Linked DNA regions of Siniperca chuatsi: region 1 is linked to region 2. A link is a contact called in public Hi-C data. All regions are on one chromosome and are shown on one strand. The core of a region is the stretch at or near the end of the contact, and the rest is flanking DNA. Distances in the headings are between cores, read along the strand shown.

Region 1 (4,078 bases), core at 1,456-3,955, 34 kb before region 2:
CATACTTGGCCCCTGTATCACAAACAAAAACAAAAAATTAAAAATGTGATGTAAAACAACCCCACACATAACTGAACTATAAATTGAATTACTTAACAGATTTAATGGTATGCAGCACCCTCCAGTGGAAGCTTAGTGACACAGTGGATGCACAGAAACTTGAATGCACCGTAGTCTTAAAATTAATGTCTTAAAATCTTTCATTCAGTCATTATGTTCCACTCTTTACTTACCAATACAGCAATGCAACAACCCATGACCAAAGGCCCCTAAACAAACAGCATAAATATCACTGGAATTTCTTTTTCTCTCTGAATATTTAGTTTAGAAAACTGAAAGTGATTTTTATGGAAAACCTGATAAAACTACACAGAAACAATGTTTTGATAAATTATGTTTTTAATACGAAAGTTTAATAGGATAAGTCTATAGTTATTTTCATCATTTTATTATCGCTATCAAAAAAATCGCATTTAAAAAGACCAAAACCAACAATAAATTTATCCCATTTACAAACATTGTCTGTGCAGGAACAAACTACACTGGCTATGTTCATCATAATGAAAGGATATATCCCGCTGTGCAACAGTGTGGTCCAGTGTGTAATAGTTTTTTGAGGAACATGGAATTCTATGGCACAGAGGCATAAGCTACATCAGGCTTTCGCTACACAAACAATACTCATTAGTAGGTTAAATTAATTGTTGCTTTTGGTGTCTTCAGGAAAATTCTTAATTCTTGTGAGTTTTGCAAACCAACGTAACACTGTCACTTGTATTGTATTGTGTGGCTGCAACACCACAATAGACTACATTCATTTTTACACTGATCAACACCCACTTGAATGCAAGTCTTTAGTCATACACATTCAAATTGAAGTTTCCTGATAAGGAGGGTTTATGGTTCAAGTCAAGAGCAAAGTGCTTATTTACACCACAGAGCCTTGTCAGCCAAAGAACAATGACTACACATGTGCTTCTATCTACTCTATATGCTTACTTTTAAAATTATTGTTTATTATAGGATTCTCATTTAACTTAGTAAAAAGATCCTGTTCTGTGGGGATGGTTTCAATTTTCAAAAAAATGTGCAATCCACCTGGTACAGTCACAGTGTCTTTCATGACCTGAGACAACTGTGCCCAGATTAAGCAAACTGAAAACCTTATTATTATTTTCTGTGTTTGTGTTTATGTCTGTGTTTGTGGTTCGTGTATGTGGGTGGATGCAGGGTTTGTCAGTTTCTTGTGGAGGGTGGGTGTTCTTTCTCTTTTGTTCCTGTTTGTCCTTGTATTTTATTTATTTTCTTCTTCTGTACATTCTTTGTTGCTGTATGCATTTAAATGTAAAGCAGACTGAGTTTACCTGTGATGAAATGTGCTATATTGATGAAACTGCCTTGTCTTTCCATAGACCTTTTCCACAGCAGACATTTTGACTTGTCTGAGACACAGGTGTAACTAATTACATTAAAGATGGCTCTGTTCTATTTAAGGGTTCCACTAAGCCAGCATCCACACTTTAAGGGCCCTGGGATTGGCATGACTAAATGCTATGTAGTCATCTTTAATATGATTTATTACAACGGTGCTTTTCCTGCTGTGACATGTCAAAATTTCTGCTTGGGAAAAAAGTCTATTAGCTGTCTGTGGCAGCTCCAAGATTAGACTGTAATGACATCGCCACAGTTTGTCTGCTGTTGTGACTTGTTTAAGTTTTTATGACTGGACAATATAGAAATAACAGGACATTATGTAAATTAAGGAAGGAGTTTTCGTTTTAGGGTTAGAACTTGCTTGCTTAAGTTGGCAGTTCTCATGAAACAAGAATATTTATCTTGAATTCAAAGACATTTAAGTCTTGTTGGTCTGTCATGCTAACTAATGTTGTCAACAAGCTAGCTTACGTTTGTGGAAAGCCTCTATGTATTTAGCGTTAGCTAGCTAGCTAGAGTATCCAGTGGGGCTTTTTTCATGTCATGAACAGTGCCTTTGACTGTGCATTATTTATCTCGTAAATAAGGTAAAACGATATTTATTAGATATGATACCACTACTCGATACTTAATGCCGGCAACGTTGTTATTGTGATCAGTTTAATCGACAATCGTCTGATTTACCAACCTCAAGGCAGGCGAACCAAACGATCCCAGAGCAACATGATGCAGCGACACGCAGTGGCGACACTTTGCCCAAAAGACCCATTCATTTTAGGATGGTAAAAGATTACTTTATACAGTTAATTAGACTATTGCCAAGTTAATTTAAACTATATGCGTAGATGATAAACTGAGCCATGAGAAGTATAAAAAAATTGTAACGGTCGGCTCAATTCACATATTAATTTATCTCCATTTTAAACAAAGTGATATTCAAATTGTGTACAGATGAAATCAAGTCTAAAAACATCTAAAATATTTAAAATTAATAATAACAAAGACGACCCTACACATGAGGAATGTACCTGAAACATCTAAACTTGCAGGATTGGAGGGTAAAACTGTTATGGAAATGTAACCTTAAGTTTTAGTGATACATTCTTTATTAAATGAGAATATTAAAAAAAATCCTCACTAACTGCAGCTTCAGAGTACATTGATTATATTACATGAACTCAGGATTGGTTCAGCGCTCCACATTACAAAGCCCTGCGGTCTAAGTTGTCGCCTCTAGGCGGCGACAGAGAGCCCCATTTCTGTAAAAACAACATCTCACCTTCTTTCTTTAGTCCAAGTGCTGGAGCACGTTTGAGTGACCATGGAGTGCTTTTGCTGTCATGTAGTTTAGCGCTAATACGGCGTGAATATTAGAAGAGGGGGACTTTTGCGTGGATACGAGGAGCCACAGTCGAGCCATGGCTGCACGGGAGGAAGGAGAGGTTTTGCACAGTAAAATAAGGCACCACGACGGAGCTGGAAGTGTAAACAGCTCAGAGGGCTTCAGGAACGGCTATGTGAAGAGCTGCGTCACCCCTCTTAAACAGGACCATCAGAGGGGATTTTTGTTTAACGTGTGCAGGTTTTGCAACGAAGACGTTCTTAATTCAAAATTGTTAAAGGTCTCTGCCCTCTACGTCGGCGCCTTTGTAATCTTCGCGGTTTCTTTTCTCATTTCTAGGAGCTTGCAAAGTGACTCGCTTTGGGATTTGCGGACTTTTTTGTCGGGCTTCTCCCAGTCCATCAGTCCTTTATTCAGCATAGGATGTGCTTTCTTCTTTCTAACGTTTTACCTGAGGAGGAAAAAGAAAGAAAGCAGTAAATGCTGGCTCGTGTCACTGCCAGCATCGTGTTACCTCGGGGATTTTTTGGTTTTGCGGTTTTTGCAATGGGGAGAGGACCAACACCAGATGCAAATGGTGGGCAGGTTGTTATTCGTGTTGGGATGTGTGGGTCTGCTCACACTGATCCCCACTCTGAAACTCAAACACAGTGTTCTTATACTGGTTTTTGCCAGCGTTGTGTGGCTTGTTTCTTTCACAAGTTTGAGCGGTCTGCCTGCACTGCTCAGACCGCTCTTCGCCTGCTTTGCGGGGGTTTCTGGCTCCCTGTTGGGGCTCTGTTTCGACCGTTATTATCCGTCGAGGGAAGCACCTAGTGGGATTTCCACCGCGGAGGAAAAGGTCCCTGTGATCAGACCTAGGAGAAGGTCCAGTTGTGTTTCACTGGGGGAAACGTCGACCAGCTATTATGGCAGTTGTAAAATGCCTCGCAGACCTTCGTTACCCTGTATATCCAGAGAACAGGTAGGTCTTCCCCTGCAGGACCACGTCTGTTGTTATAGTTCAAAACTAGGCCCACTGATCATCCACAGCTACCCCGAGTGCACATGTGCATCAGAAGAGGAAAACACCCTATCTTATGTCATGAAAATGCAAATCAAACTACTGACCTACAGAAAAGCATTCCCTCACAGAACAAAATCAGTTAAGCTATTTCACCAAATTATCAGCCTAACATTAGATATTCAATAATTAAATGGCTTGTAGCTAAAAGAGAACATTGTGTTGTGAATGATTTAACTAGGTTATTACAGACTATTCCAGGTTGCAGGCAATCTAACATTATTTTTTGCAGTGTTATT
Region 2 (4,134 bases), core at 981-3,480:
ACTCCATTACAAGTAAAAACCATGTATTCAAAATTTTACTTTAAAAGTATTAGTATTATTGTATTATATAATTATAGTATTATATTGGATTATTATTTCAAATAGATTAACATGTAAGCAGTATTTTAATGGTAGTTTAAACCATATATACTAGTTACATCTATAACAATGCATCATATTTTATAAGATGGTCACATGATTCATATGTAAAATCTTAATCTGCACAGAAACCACTAACTAGCTATCAGATACATTTAGTGGAGAAAAACTTACAATATATCCATTTTTAAATGAATAAAAGTGTAAAGTAATATGAGATGGAAATACTCAAAGTGCAATGTACTTGTAGTGCTTGTACCTCAGTGTACTTGAGAAAAAGTCAGTTTCACCTAAATGTCTCAGAGGTGAGAAATAATATAATATGTTTGGCCGTCTGCGTCTGTGTATGCATGTGTGTCTGCATGTGTACACGTGTCTAAGTGCTGAGTTGTGTGTCTCTTTCTATGTGTCTGCCCTCATGTCATGTTTTCATAACATCAGTAAAGATCTCCTGTTCATTAAAATATTTTAATCTCATCACTGGCATAAGGCCCTAACTGTAAATAAGTTGTTGCTTGGCACACACTTTGATGGTGGTGGTGGTGGTAGTGCCCATTTAGCCAGCGTTTCCTGTTTCTGTGCTGTGTGAAAGTCGGAGAAGACGTGTTTTTGTGTATTGTGCAAAGATTATGCAGAGTTAAAGAGCTTACTGTAACGGTGAGGTGTAGACAAATTTTAGACATACTACGCTATATTGTGTGACTTTTTGAGTGTATCACTGTTATGTACTGCGTGTGTGTGATCGAGAGGGTCAGTATAAAATGGAATTGTCAACAGAACATGATCCTTTGGTTGAGATAAATTAATCTATTAATTTAAAAAGAAACGTAGACACAAACAGATACGATGTGCGCTTGCTGCAAGGCCAGGTTTTAGATTGAGATTAGGTATTAAACAAGCAGAAGGCCAACAACTCTGTCCTCCGGGCTGTCTCCCGCCATCTCGTTGCCATGGTGTATGGAGCATTGTTTGCTGGCCTCTATGTCGGGTTGCCATGGCAGGGCTTATTTGCCATATTAAATGTTTGGCAGCATTGTACAGATGCTGATGACAAACATCCCACTTTGATCAATGAAACAGTTACTGATTAGAGGAGATTGGATAGAGCCACTGATCTATTTAACCACCTTAATTATAGTTTTTATGTACTGTATGAATGACATGAAGAAAAGTGTATGTATAATATCAAATATTATCATTATATTACAGAAAGTTGGAAAGTAGTAGTAGTTGGAAGTAGTTTAGTTTTGCCATTTATATGTGGGACTTTTTCCCGTAATGTATTGTGTTTTTCTTATTAGATTAAAAACCTGGCCTTGCAGCTTTTGAAAATTGGCATATGTTGTTTTTGTAATCACAGAACATAGTAGAACAGTAGTGGAAATCGTAAAATCTAATTTAAAGCCATTCCCTAAAATGAAGAGAATTTGTTTTACTAAATAAATAATATTATAGTGTCTTATTGAAGTTCTTGACATTGCTGAATATGACCAGATGATTAATCCAGTGTAAAATCCTTTCCCATTTTTAATGTAGTATTATGTGCTTTGATTATTCCTGACAATATGATGACTGGCTGAGATGTTAAAAAGAAGGCTATATGAGGGTGTGTGTTTATAGCTAGGTTGTGGTTGATAGTGTTTGTGGAGGTGCTTCTCAAATGAGGCTTAATCCTCTGTGTCTCTCCCCCTTGTGGTGTGGGGTGAGACTGCATGGTGACTTTTTACAAGAAATGTATACTGCTGCCTGGATTTTACATGGTAAACTGCTATATTTCTCCCCATTAAAACATGAATGTAGACTTAAAATCGATGTCCTTGTCGTCAGATCATTGGACACAGATTTATCACAAATTGTAGACTTTATGTTTTCTATTGTTATGCTGTCAAAAGTAATAGATTTCAGTGCTTTCACTTATATGTGCATGGCTGAAAAACTTAAATGCACATGTTAAGAAAATCTTTGAAAGTATAACTGTACTGTGTAGCAAACCTAGTTAATGGCTACGTTAACTAATTAATTTCTATCAAATTTGTATTGTATTTATACTTGAGTTAGAGGATTAGGTTATTTCAGGTCCATCAACTTAGTGTTATACAACCTGCATCACCTTCACCGCTCCACCACTATACACTGCTGTAACGTGTGAGAGCTCCTGTTTGGTTACCAACAGATAGCTTGGAAATGCTGCTGATTGACGTAGTTGGATCTAGATAAGATCTCATAGCTCCGCTGTAGACGCACCACGGTGGTTTTAGTGGTTTGCTTTTCTTCTTTTGCTTTCAGTGAAAGGCCTCAGTCTGCTGTCGCTAAGGCAGTGTGCATTAGCATACCTGTAGTAGAAAGTGCAACATGTGGTGCAAGAAAACCTTAATGTAAACTGTTACTACACTGTGTGTTTAGATAACAGGTAGATAACAGGTAGAATAGACTAGCAGTTAGTAGCTAGTTGCTGACCTGCCAGTGCCCCCGCTGAAAAGTCATAAGGCAGTTTGCTGAAAGTGGAGCAAAGGTCAAAGCCTGTGTTCTTTCTATGTAAATACATTTCATATTCTCTGTTATGGCCAAACACATATACAATGATGACATTTGACTGACAGTTTATGTGTCTCTCTTGTGTTTTTCAGATGATCTTGTGGGACTGGGATCTGAAACACTGGTACAAACCACAGTATCAGGTCAGTGCTGTGTTTATTTCAGCTCATATGTTTTTGGAGCATAAAGGTACATGTGCATGGATCATTCAGGTAACACAGAGATAATACAGGTCTTTTCAGATGGAGTGGTCTCTGATCTTTATCTCTCACCTTTAGGACATTCAGTTCTTTTCCTGATTTTTTTGGATAGGCAAAATTCACATTGTGTAAAACCTGGCATACAATGACCTTGGAATAGTTGTCATGCCGCATTTTATCATACTGAGACACATTCTTTGTCTTGTTTGAACTATTTGTGTAATCTTTCAAAGAATTTAGGTCCCACAGACCAAAAATCATTATTTGTAAACCAGAACACTTTTCCTCATGAAATCTGCCCTAAAAAAAGCAAGGATTACACCTGTTTTGTGCTAGACTGCTCTTACAATTTATGGGACATCACTTTAGATATTAGCCTCCCAATATACTGTAGTTGTTGTTACTGTTGTGTAAAAGGCTAGAGGAAGAGAAGAGTGATGAGGAGACAACAGGAGAGGAATGAGGTGGGAGAAGAAGCTAGCAATAGTAAATATCAAGAAAGTCAGCAGTGGGAAAATGGGATTCTTGAAAGAAATGAAGATGGAGCAAACAAGATTGAAGAGAGAGATGGAGGATCGTTATCAACATTGTGTACCTGATACCATTGTTCCTACCACAATACCACTAGCCCAAACAGCCTTTTGCGTTAGAGACATGAATCAGTAGATTGTCACCTATTCTGTTGTCTATATTACAGTGCACTCCAGCAGGAGGCTATTGGACAACTCTGTATCAAGCCATAAGCCAAAATTTGGGATCTATTTTCAAGCAAACTGACAACTCACAAAACTTTTCCAAAAACATTTTTAAAACAGAGTACTTTTTTGTGTTCAAATAATGTGCTGCTCTGAAGTTGCTCTCTGACAGTGCCTTTTGCGTGCATATGGCAGGGTGCAGTGAGCGGCAACGGCGTGGATCTTTCAGTCATCAACGAGGCCAGGAACCTGGTGTCGGACCTGCTCATGGACTCGTCTCTGTCACCACACACCATCTCAGCTCTGCGCAGCATCTCCAGCCTCATGGGGACATTTTCAGGCTCCTGCCGCCCCAGGGTCAACCCTTTCACCCCCTTCCCAGGTTTCTACCCCTGCGATGAGGTGGAGGACCCTGTAGAGAGGAGTGACAGGAAAACCATTAAGGTGGATATAAGCATTACTACTGCACCAAACTAGTATGGATACATAAAGAGATGAGTAATAGGCCATTCCAGTCAAAAAGTCACAGTACTGAAGGAGCCCCGGTATCTAAACTTAGGAACTAACTAACTACTTAAAGTTCCTTCAGTGCACTCCTGTTTGCA

The links. Hi-C and Micro-C count contacts between places; a contact is called where the count stands out from the background.
Region 1: a contact with region 2 is called in a Hi-C map of liver, with 2.1 times the contacts expected there. The contact joins the promoter of pde3b here to the enhancer-like site in region 2. A contact is called at or near these places in 2 of 3 Hi-C or Micro-C datasets (liver and skeletal muscle).

What each region holds. Positions count from the first base shown.
Region 1 is chrLG1:15,848,526-15,852,603 of ASM2008510v1, reverse strand. It overlaps pde3b (cGMP-inhibited 3',5'-cyclic phosphodiesterase B), which reads left to right and starts at 2,705. Exons shown (of 16, transcript XM_044189735.1): 1 at 2,705-3,740. The coding sequence starts at 2,853.
Region 2 is chrLG1:15,813,972-15,818,105 of ASM2008510v1, reverse strand. It overlaps pde3b (cGMP-inhibited 3',5'-cyclic phosphodiesterase B), which reads left to right. Exons shown (of 16, transcript XM_044189735.1): 2 at 2,727-2,777; 3 at 3,725-3,973. Among protein-coding and RNA genes, the nearest start is that of LOC122873263, 23 kb to the right of the region's middle. Within about 2 kb of position 2,230, the one cell type or tissue checked has an H3K27ac peak away from gene starts, as active enhancers do. A contact at or near this core is called in liver, where this site is marked.